2 separate regions of the Danio rerio genome follow, and region 2 is linked to region 1. The links are chromatin contacts, called in public HiChIP or PLAC-seq maps. All regions are on one chromosome and are shown on one strand. The core of a region is the stretch at or near the end of the contact, and the rest is flanking DNA. Distances in the headings are between cores, read along the strand shown.

What was found. HiChIP or PLAC-seq counts read pairs in DNA pulled down with a chosen protein or histone mark.
Region 2: a contact with region 1 is called in an H3K4me3 HiChIP or PLAC-seq map of gastrula embryo, with 2.5 times the contacts expected there. The contact joins the promoter of xpo1b here to the promoter of slc18a2 in region 1. A contact is called at or near these places in 2 of 4 datasets of contacts at active chromatin or transcription factors (embryo and gastrula embryo).

Annotation. Positions count from the first base shown.
Region 1 is chr17:25,134,469-25,139,783 of GRCz12tu, reverse strand. slc18a2 (solute carrier family 18 member 2) reads right to left here and starts at 3,659. Exons shown (of 16, transcript NM_001256225.2): 1 at 3,566-3,659; 2 at 3,108-3,285; 3 at 1,336-1,669; 4 at 372-430; 5 at 81-164. The coding sequence starts at 3,240. LOC137488938 reads right to left here. Exons shown (of 4, transcript XM_073928518.1): 4 at 5,154-5,222.
Region 2 is chr17:25,313,242-25,318,547 of GRCz12tu, reverse strand. xpo1b (exportin 1 (CRM1 homolog, yeast) b) reads right to left here and starts at 2,051. Exons shown (of 25, transcript XM_073928519.1): 1 at 347-2,051; 2 at 1-76. The coding sequence starts at 373. It overlaps LOC141378566 (a long non-coding RNA gene), which reads left to right and starts at 1,148. Exons shown (of 2, transcript XR_012393388.1): 1 at 1,148-1,231; 2 at 3,279-3,923.

The DNA.
Region 1 (5,315 bases), core at 2,410-4,909:
AAGGCATCATAAAGAATTTCATTGCAGCATTTGACAGGTTTTTTTTAAATTCTAACATAACATTGCACAAAACATGTTACCTGCCACAGAAGAACAGGACGAGCCAACACCTTGCAGAGATCTGGCCAAAAACAGCAGCGTGTAGCTTGATGAAAAGGCAAACACTTCACACAGAATAAAACCCAGACAGAAGAAAGAGGAAAAGTAGATCCATTTATCGTATGAATATGACACACCAGAGAGTTTAGCTGCTGTTATCATACTTTAAAATCATGCATTGCACATCTGCAAGATCTTCTCAACTGCTTTCTCTTAGAAATTAGATTAATGTTAAAAGCAGCATTAAAAATATATATGTTTTATGTACTCACTGATCGTAGAAACAAACATGATGCAGAAACCAGCAAACATTGGGATCTGGTATCCTATTCTGCAATTACAGATAAGAAATGCTTCAGGGATGTATCGAATAAAACGCAAAACTTTTAAGTGCATCAGCATTTTTTTTTTCACAAACATTTTGAAGTGAAATGTTTTGTTACATGTTGCAGTGTTTCACTGAAAAGAAATATGTTGTGATTAAGTTGTAAAGACTGGATGAAAAGTTTTTTTGGAATATTTATATGAAAAACTATTTTAAATCAATTCAATTCATGTTTATTTCTATAGCGCTTTCACAATCTGGACTGTGTGTCAAAGCAGCTTAACATAAAAGTTATAGTTAATTGAAACTGTCAGTCCAGTTTTCAGAGTAGAAAATTTAAGTATTTTAAAATATTGAAGTTTTTAAAATTTATGTTCAATTCAGTGTGTTGCTGTTTTTTGTAGCTGCGGATGTAAAATTTACTGACAAAATATTCATTAAATATTCATTTTCCCAATAGTCAGGCATCTCCTATAAGAAAAGATGCTGTTTTACTACAAGAATTATAAAATATAATGTGTTTTTGTGTATTTTTTTTGCTTCTTTGTCAAATTCTGTGAAAAAAAAACATTGGTGTATCATTCGTGTACACTGATTTTGTAATATATTATGGTTGAATAACTCTGACATGAAGCCACCGGTTTGCTCTAGTGGGATCCATTCAGTGCTGTGGTGCCAAATTTAGCTGGATTGGCCAAATCTGAGCATGTGAAGATATGACGGCACATGCACGAGTGATCACACTACTGCTGATCATTGAATAGATAGAGCTGTAGCAGAATAGCACAGCAATATTCAACTTACTTACACTCCATTTACACTCAACACACACACAAATGTCATGCAATCCCATCCTGCTTTTAAGAGAAACACTGCTGTGTTTTTTTTTTAAGTTAAACTAGCGGCTGTACCTGTTGGTTAGTGGTCCTATGAAGGGGTTAGTGATTAGCTGTACTGTTGCTTTAGAGGCAAACAACAGACCCACTTTCACATTCTCGTTCAGAAGCTGGTCATCTGCTTTGGGACAGTCGGACTGGTTTTGAGGGCTCACAAAAGTAGGAGCCAGGCTCATTGGACCAGCTGTGCTCATCTGCGGGCTGAAGCCTGTCACACGTGTGGTGTTGTCATACAAAGACACAATGCTCTGAAAGGTGCTCGATGGAGAAAGAGGGGTCATGGAGTGATTCTTAACCATCTGAGCAGCCTCGTCGTCCACTGTGTACAGGTAACTTGGGATAATAGGCACTAGAGAGATGAAATAGAGGAAACAACATAACCACCGTGCTGAAAAAAACATTAGAAACCATTCAAGAATTTGTATTTCTTTCAATGGTTCAAATGGAAGTTACATTGGTTTTAATGGAAAAATAATGAGTCCCTAGTTTTATCTTATTGGCGACATGTTAAAGCTAATTAATTTTAAGGAATGTGTCTTAAGCGCACAAGATACCATTAACATGTTTTATTGATTGAAGTCTGGTGGTTTTTAATGTATTTAATAGCATTTTTAAACCATTAGAGCCTCTTCTGTGTTTGTTTTAATCATTATTGTATTCATTCGACTTGTTCATAACCTGTTCAGAAAACCACAGATCAGATTTAGACAGCTAGAAACGCTGTTTAACACTTATTTGCTCGAAAAAGTGCAGTGCGACGATTTATCAAGCTGTATGAGACCACATTTGACCTTTCACGTGAACAATTGGGTCTGCTTAGATGCGTTTGACATTATCAAGCGTAAATAACCCACAGGGACACCGTGTGCGATAACGCTCGAAAGCCTCTTCACTCAACACTTGTGCCAAAGAACGACAGGTTCATTTTTCACTTGGGTCCATCTGTATTTACACACACACAACGTATTCATCGTGTGTATTTCTAGCTTAATTGCCGTCCCCGTTTCTTGGCTCGCGGACGTGAGAACAAATAGAGACAGTTTAGCGCGCGTCAGTGTCACATTCAATGAGAGAGCGCGCGCGCGGATGGAGATCGGGCAGCGCTCGAGGACATGATACCTTAATTCAGGGACAGTTTGGAGTTTACAATCGCGTAGCATCGACAAATGCATTTCGTGAATTGTCTGTCGCGTATTAAAATGTTAGCCTGTTATTTCACTTTTTAATGCATTTTTAAGTTGGGGAAATATTTTTAATCAAACATCAATGTTTACGGTTTTAACGTGTATTCATCAGCCTAATTAACATACACATTGTTACTGGATCAATAAGGGTGTTCAACCAGGAATAATCTACAATCTTGGTTAAATCACGCATATTCTAGTCACATTATTATACGCCGTCGAGAATTAGAAATATTTTTCTTCTGCTTTTTTTAGTATGTGTAGCCTAGAAATGCATGCATAAATAATGCATAAATAAAATATAGCAATTTAATTTTAAGGTCCGTGCTTATTCGACTTTTTGAGAAAAATGGAAACCATCTATGTACTGGTTTTAATGGTTACATTTATCTAGTTTGTGATATTTGTATTGGAAACCATAGATAACCAAGATAACCAAGATATTATGTGATGCTCTGTTGTTTTATTTTCAGCAGGACTATTCAATATTCACTGACAATATATGAGGTGATATATATAATGCCTTATGTTTTTTAGCACTTTGCATGCATGTTTGGTGTGTGCTCGCACATGTAACAGGTGTGTGAACAACACAGCACTCACCGACCACCGTCAACAGCATGTTGTCCAAGAGCAAAGCAATGAAAACGATCAACAGAATCAGCCTCCGAGACTGTCTTTCTTCTCTTAGCCATGTTAATAAACTAAAATCTCTAAGAGCATCAAATAGTCCCATTTTAAATATAAAAATCCAACTGCCAGAGAGCGAGGGAGAAATAACCTGCAACAGAGCAAGAAAACGAGTGTCAAAGACCACAGTGACATCTAATAAGGCAAAATGTGTTTAATGATCCTGCAAAGAGAGGCGCCCGAGGAGATGGCCATTGTAAGGAAAACGACAAATATTTAAGTATAAACAAAGCATTAAAATATAAATGCGTGCACTTGAGCACTCTGAAAATTATAAACTACCAACTCAGTTTTTATTTTAAATATAAGTCTAAAATTATGGGCTGAATTATACATCGAAATAGATATATTCAGAATTTGATCATTCTTACCTTATAAGCACATTTGCATTGAGCTTTGCTGTCAGATCCCGGGTGAAAGGCACGCTGGATGCGGAGCGTTTTAGTTGCTTGACTGGTGTTTGACGTCACGCTGTTTCACAGAGATCTCAAATGGGGTGTGCTGTGCCACGAACGAATTAACCATCACAGTCACACACACACACACACTCACACACAAATAAAAGATAGACAGGACCACCTTATTTGCTTTTATTTTGTATATTTTACCCATTTATTCAAAACATATACCAACATATGTTTGAGGTCTTCAGAAAGTTCTCTTTAGGAAGTTCTTTGAAGGCTATGCATGCTTTTATTGTGTGCAGATAGAATAGTCTCCACACGGTCATGTATGTGCTTTAAGATTATGATGCTGTTGTTTTAATCAGCTTGACTGGTCTTAGGAAGTTATTTACAGAAGGAAAGCTGCATTCACTTGTTGAGTTTAAACAAACTGTTTGGCATCGGTAAAGTATCCAAATGCATCATCTAGTTTAACCAAAAGTCTCCTTTTCAGCAGTTTTACATTAGCGCCATCTTGTGGCGGTGGAAGATATGAGATGTTACATTTATTATTTTGGTTTTTCAAGTCTGTTCCTGGAACTCCACTGTTTTGCTAATTTCCTCGCCAACGCTAATAAAACACACCTGAACCAGGTAACCAAAGTCATTAAAATCACTAGAAACTGCTGGTTCAACTCAATTATAGATGATTGAGTTCATAAAATGAAAGGTTCTTAAATGAAAGCAGTTTCCATAAAGAACCTTTAACATCTATTGAACATGTCAGTTGCACAAAAAGTTAGCAATAAAGGTTTCTGTAGATCGAAATGTACTTTATGCTAAATTGGCTAAATCGGGTGGTTTGGAAGACCCACCCCACACTGACAATGGTTCAGAATCTGTCTCATACATGAGCTTATTTGTCTTACTTTTACTACTATGCCAACATAAATAGTGAAAATAACCTATTGAAAAAGGCTTTAAGACTGCTGGCTGTCACTTCAGTGTAACTTAAGCTAATCAGGTTTGGCCAACTCTAACAATTACTTTTCATGAGTCCAACATTTATCTGTGAAACGCAAGCTAAGTCATCTTCCGCTACTGTATTGTTTTTAAATACAGAAAATTTTACAAGTAACTAAATATTATTATTTATATTTTAATACTTTTTTATTCAAAAGGCCAAATTCTGACTGAGGAAAATTGAATGCGCTGGCCAGTTTGATATTTACCTATTGAATGTGTAACGGAGGGTCTGACACAGAGGGACCCATTTGCGGTATATTTGTTAAACAGAGTTTAATACAAACAGCACACAGATGTTAAGCGTGTGCAAACTCACATAAAACACAGTTGTAGTTAGTCGAAGGGCTGGCGGCTGGCTAACACAAGGTGAGTATTCAGGCATGGGTCAAAGGCAGGCGGCGAGGATCAAAGTCAGGATGCAGGCTAGAGTTCAGGGAAGGTAGCAGGCAAGACAGAGTCGAGATACAGTCTAAAATTGTCAACGGGGAAAGCAGGCAAGGATCAGGGAACGCTCAGTAGTGTTAGCCAGGGCAAAACAAGACTTTGCACTGAACTTCTTCTTCTTCTTCCTGGTGTTTATTGGCGGTTCGCATTCTTATCAGAGCATTACCGCCACCTACTGTGGGTTATGGATCAGAGACTCACTTATTTTTATTTATTTATATATATATATATATATATATATATATATATTTTTTTTTTTTTTTTTTTA
Region 2 (5,306 bases), core at 802-3,301, 180 kb before region 1:
CCAATTTCTGGTTAAAGTCCAGCAGCTGTCTGGCTGCGTGGTCGGCTAACATTGTCATAATTGCTGGCATAGAGCTCTGTAGGGGACAGGGAGGAAACATCTAGCAGGGGCAAAGTCATGTCAAATGAACATATGGGTACAAAAATCCAAACAGCTGACCATTACGCCCCTCCCTCAACCAAACTCGGGATCACCCAAAAAGCCTTATATGTTCTAGCCTGTCAACACAGTAGTGCCTAATGGAGGGTTTAATCCTTAATAACAATAGGATAGGTTGGTGGCGTGATAAAGGTAACATGTTTGCAGCTTGGATATCCTGATGTGTGGAGAAACAAGAGACACTCACTGGGCTCATGATCATCACACCAGCCATTATTCTCTGAATGAGACCACGTGCTAGGCAGCCCTTTCGCTGACGACATTGTTTACATATAACAGAGGCGTAGCGTTACCGAGCGCTCTGCGTTAGTACACACTTTCTTTCTACTTTCATAAGACCACAACCACAAGACCTAATGCTGACTCGTAGTAGACTGAAGGACACTTGAATGGCCATTGCTCAAGCTAATTCAATTTGTACCCCGAAGCCAAACTGTTGCGTAACGAGGTAAGCATTACGGCCAAGAACCAAAAGAAGTTTGGCATCGGAGGAAATTTCAAGAATTTATTTAGACACGACAGTCAAGCTTTATGAGACCACGGGTCTCGCAGGCATAAACAAAGTGATGTGGTGTGCCATAACTAATCGTCAGTACTGCGCAACCTGTTGATTTACCCTCCTTTTCCACACATCACCTTATTTCATTCAGTAAGCTGTGACCACAATAGGATCTGTAACCCAACATAGAGCTACTAAGCATGCACACGTTTTCAAAACACAACTGGGTTGGACTAAGATAATGCCGCTTATGATGTTCTAGTTGTGTTGATATAGACTAGAACCCCTAATAATGCGTCGCTGTACATGACAGCAACTGCGTATGCATACAATCGTACAAAAGCGCTTGAATGGACGCTTTAGCGCGCGACTGACGTTAAAACGTCCAAGCAAACACCTCTTCCGTGAGAAAACACTGACGTTTCTGACGGACTACACCCGTTTTTGGATGACTTCTACGGGGGTGACTTTGCAAGGATCTCCCTCGCTGACTCTGGAGCAACCCCTCCCACCAACAGCATGCTCTGCACCCTACACCTGAAAGCTCTGCAGGCTTCACCAGCAGTAAACCAGGTAAGTAACACACTGTGGGTGCGTTATACGCGTTTAAATAACTAATGCTTTGGCTCTGGAACAGTCCGGAATGCGGTTTACAGTTGAATGACGCTCGCTAAACCCAAACAAGCGTGCTGCTGAAGTCTAACGTTAGCTCGTGATCGGAAGCGATGCAGTTGTTATTGTTATGATGTTACGTGAGATTAAAACTATTTTTCAAACGAACAAACCCCAAATATAACGTTACCATTTAGTCCAGCGTGACACCAGGAGCCATCACGCCACACACCCGCAACATCCAACAAACACTCAGCAGCACAACCAGCTCACTTTCTTTCGACTTCAACCTCCATACGTGCAATTTCTATTCATTTCAACACAATCTCACAGCATCATCATTCTCCAAACCAACCCAAGCACTCTAACTAGAAGTTTGCACCCCAAATTTACCTACCTAAAGTCCAAGCCTTTGAGAGAAAGAAGGTGGGCTTGTCTGCCAGAGTTGCTAAAATAATGTTTATTTGATCCAGTATCGCTGGTGCCTGTTTGTACACGCTTTCTGGAAAAAAAGCTTTAGGATGAGCCGTTGGCTGGTCAGCCACACTATTCCTCTGTGAAGACTACACGAGCTAGTAGCTTGATTTAAGGACCACTAGGATGTGAATTCCGCACCATCAATCACGGCGAGTTCAGTATTTTCTTACTCCGGTTCATTTTACGAAACAAAGTTAACCTTATTTCAGAAATGTGCTCTATACTTAAGTATATTTTGCACCAGGGCGGTATTAGAGTCTGAGCCTGTGCGCCTCTTCTTCTCACAAGCAACAAACTCGTAACCGGTTGAAACCGGTTCAGACTGGGAGATTCCATCTCGGTTTAGTTTTCAGCCGATGGCGCCGCGAAAAGTTTGGATTAACGTCACGCCCATGGCGGCCTGCTAATGGCCGTTGCGTTGCTAAGCACGTCCTCGCTCACACACCATTGGACGGCGAGCACGTCAATCAATCTATACTCTTTCTAGCGCCCACGCGACCGCTCCGCCCGTTTGGAGAAAAAGAAGGCAAACTGCGTGCAGAATGGACCTGTAATTCCTGATATTATTGCTCTCGTGTGTTTTGTTACTATTGTAAGGAAAAGCTAGTTTTAGCGTTAATAGTAACGTGTTTTGCACGACTCCGTCGATAAACATTCGCGTTTATATCCGCCGCGAGCTTTAATTTGATATTCCCCAGCAGTGCGCGTCTGATAATTGCATACATGCTCGGGAAAATGAATTTCAGGGTGGACTGAAGGAGATCGAGGGCATCGAGTCCGTGAGGCGGATGTTGGAGCTTGTACTTGTGCTGATTGTAAGCTGGTAATTTTCCACGAGCCACGAAGGGGAGTGGTTGTTCAGAGTCAGGGTATGAGACGCATGGCATGGGTCAGAGCTTGATACAATTGGCTTGTGATGGTCTCCATAAACTTAACTACCGCGAAATTGACTCCGGTATGGTTGTGATGGATGATAAACGCATCGAATCGCTCAAAAACATCATTATAAACAATCGGCGTGCTGTTTCATACAGACGTCAAACGCTCGCATGTTCACCCCCTCTTCGCTAGTCACGTGACGCAACGCCACTTAAACGTCAGTTGATGGAAAAATACTGGATTTTGTGTGCGCAAACTAATGTAGTGCCTGAACTGAACAAAGAATGAGAACAAGAATACATTGTCCTCTAGTCGAGCTGTCATTTAGGCTTAAATAAAACTTCGTTCCACAAGGTCACAGTGTCGAAGTCTTTCCGTTTAGTCCAGCATGTGGTCAGTATTACACACCTTCTGAAATGGCTAACTAAACAAGCAGTGTTACTGCACTTTAGGAATAGTAATTTTGTAAATGATATGCCCAACAACTGATCTCCCTTTTAGTAGAGGCCAGCATTTATTCCAGTGTTAGCTGGTGTTTAATTCAGCATTGCTGTTTTGTGCATTTAAATTGCTCCAGGTGTGATTTGATAATCAGCTGTTGTGTGAATCAGATCTATATTCATTACCTTTTGTTGTGTTTTATTATATGCAGGTCACATGCCGATGTAAACTTTGGAAGAAGAGATCAGTATGATGTGGCTTGAATGAATGTTTGTTTGTGAATCGTGTCTCAGTGTCTAGAAGTTTCTATGATATAGTTACTCATGTTTTCCAGGAATCAGAGTCAACTACTTTGTAACCCCTGTTCCAGTTTCTTTCTTTACAGCAGGTTTCCTGAAGTAATTAATAGATAGAGAATGGGTGTGTTTGGATAACACAGAGTAATATGTTGTGTTCAGTTGTGTGTCTTGTATTTAGTTTGAATTAAAGTGACAGTTCACCTGAAAATTGAAGAAGAAATTCCTCGTTTAAAAAATGTTGGAATACTTTGGTGGTCAACGGCTGCTGGGTTTTCGACATTCTTCAAAATGTCTTCTTTTGTGTTGAGGGTAATTATGAGAGAATTGTTTTTAAATTTTAGGGTGAACTATTTCTTTAAAACTCCAAAATTAAACACTAACTCTTTTAACGTTCACACATGGTGAATGTGCTCTTATTTTAGAAATGATAAGAAATCTCTTGTGTTTCTCAGGCTATGACTTCACTTTGTGTAAAAGAAAACTCACCATGCTTCATTTCTTTGTTGTCTCAGCTGTTTTGAATTATTTTGAGAAATACAATAAAGCATTGAAACTTCTCTGGAAGTCTGGTTTTGTTTATTGTGGGTTCCTGATCATGCATATGTACAAAGCATCAAAAGTATAACTGTGGCTGATGTGAAAACCTTGTATGCTTCCTATATTAAAGTGTGCCATTAATCAGCTCATTACAGAGGGTCTGAAAGTTAACAGGGTCAGGGGGCGAGTGAAAGAGGTCGTCCTGCCGAAGTGAGCTTAGGAGGGCTACACGTGCACTGTGGCACATACATGTGAATGAAATGGGCTGCTCTGTTTGGATTGGGCTGGATTGAGCCCGTTCCCACCGGTCCTACTAGTCCATTTACATGCATTATAATGACATCACCTGCTCCTCCCCTGTTTGACAGTTGTCATACTTGTGGTGTTTATGTACTGTCTAATAAACTGTTAATATTACCTTATTTATTGATTACATTTTTTTTAAATTGTTGTTTAGCAAATTGGTCACTATAGACAAACAATAAAACTAGACTGTAAAAATCCTGGTCGTCTTAAATTTTTAAGCTAAATGAAATTAACCTTATGAGTTCATTAAACTTGTTTTGTTGAACTGACTTAAAACAGCTTGTGCAACTTACACAATTAAGTTGGAACTTGAATAACTTAGTTTAATAAGTTATAATGAACTAAAAAAAAACACTATTATGACAAATTGATCATGTTTATTTTTTACAGTGTAGTTACTTGAAATAAAATAGAAATCATTTACTCACCCTTCCCTTGTTCAAAACCTATTTGATTTTCTTCCTTCTACACCAAAGAAGATATTTTGAAAAATGCTGGTTGCTGGTCCCCATTTACTTTAACAGGAATCTTTTTTCCTATTAAGGAGTTTGATGGGTGCCGGGCAGCAACCAGCATGTTTACAAATATCTTGTTTTCATCAGGAGAAAGAAGCTCATAAATGCTTTTTAAAAATGTGAGGGAGGATAAATGACATAGCAAGTTTTTGTTTTTTGAGTGTACTTCCTCTTAATAAAATATCAAAAACTAAATGTATTATAGGGTGACAGGGTGGCTGAGTGGTTAGCAATGTCGCCTCACAGCAAGAAGGTCACTGGTTCGAGACCAGACTGGGTTAGTTGGCATTTGTGGAGTTTGCATGTTCTTCCCGTGTTCACGTGGGTTTCCTCCGGGTGCTCCGGTTTCCCCCACAGTCCAAAGATATGCGGTATAGCCAGGGGTGGATTTAGTGATTTTAGATGTCCTAAGCAACTCCAGCCATAGGGTCTCAATTCCTGAAATGCCCCTTTCTACTTTTATTAAATTGTAATTAATTCAGCTGTTTTTTATATCACTTAATCTTTTTTCTTCACATTAACTTAACATTTTAAATAATCAGATGTCTCAAAATGAATTTACAACTAAAAATAACACTATAT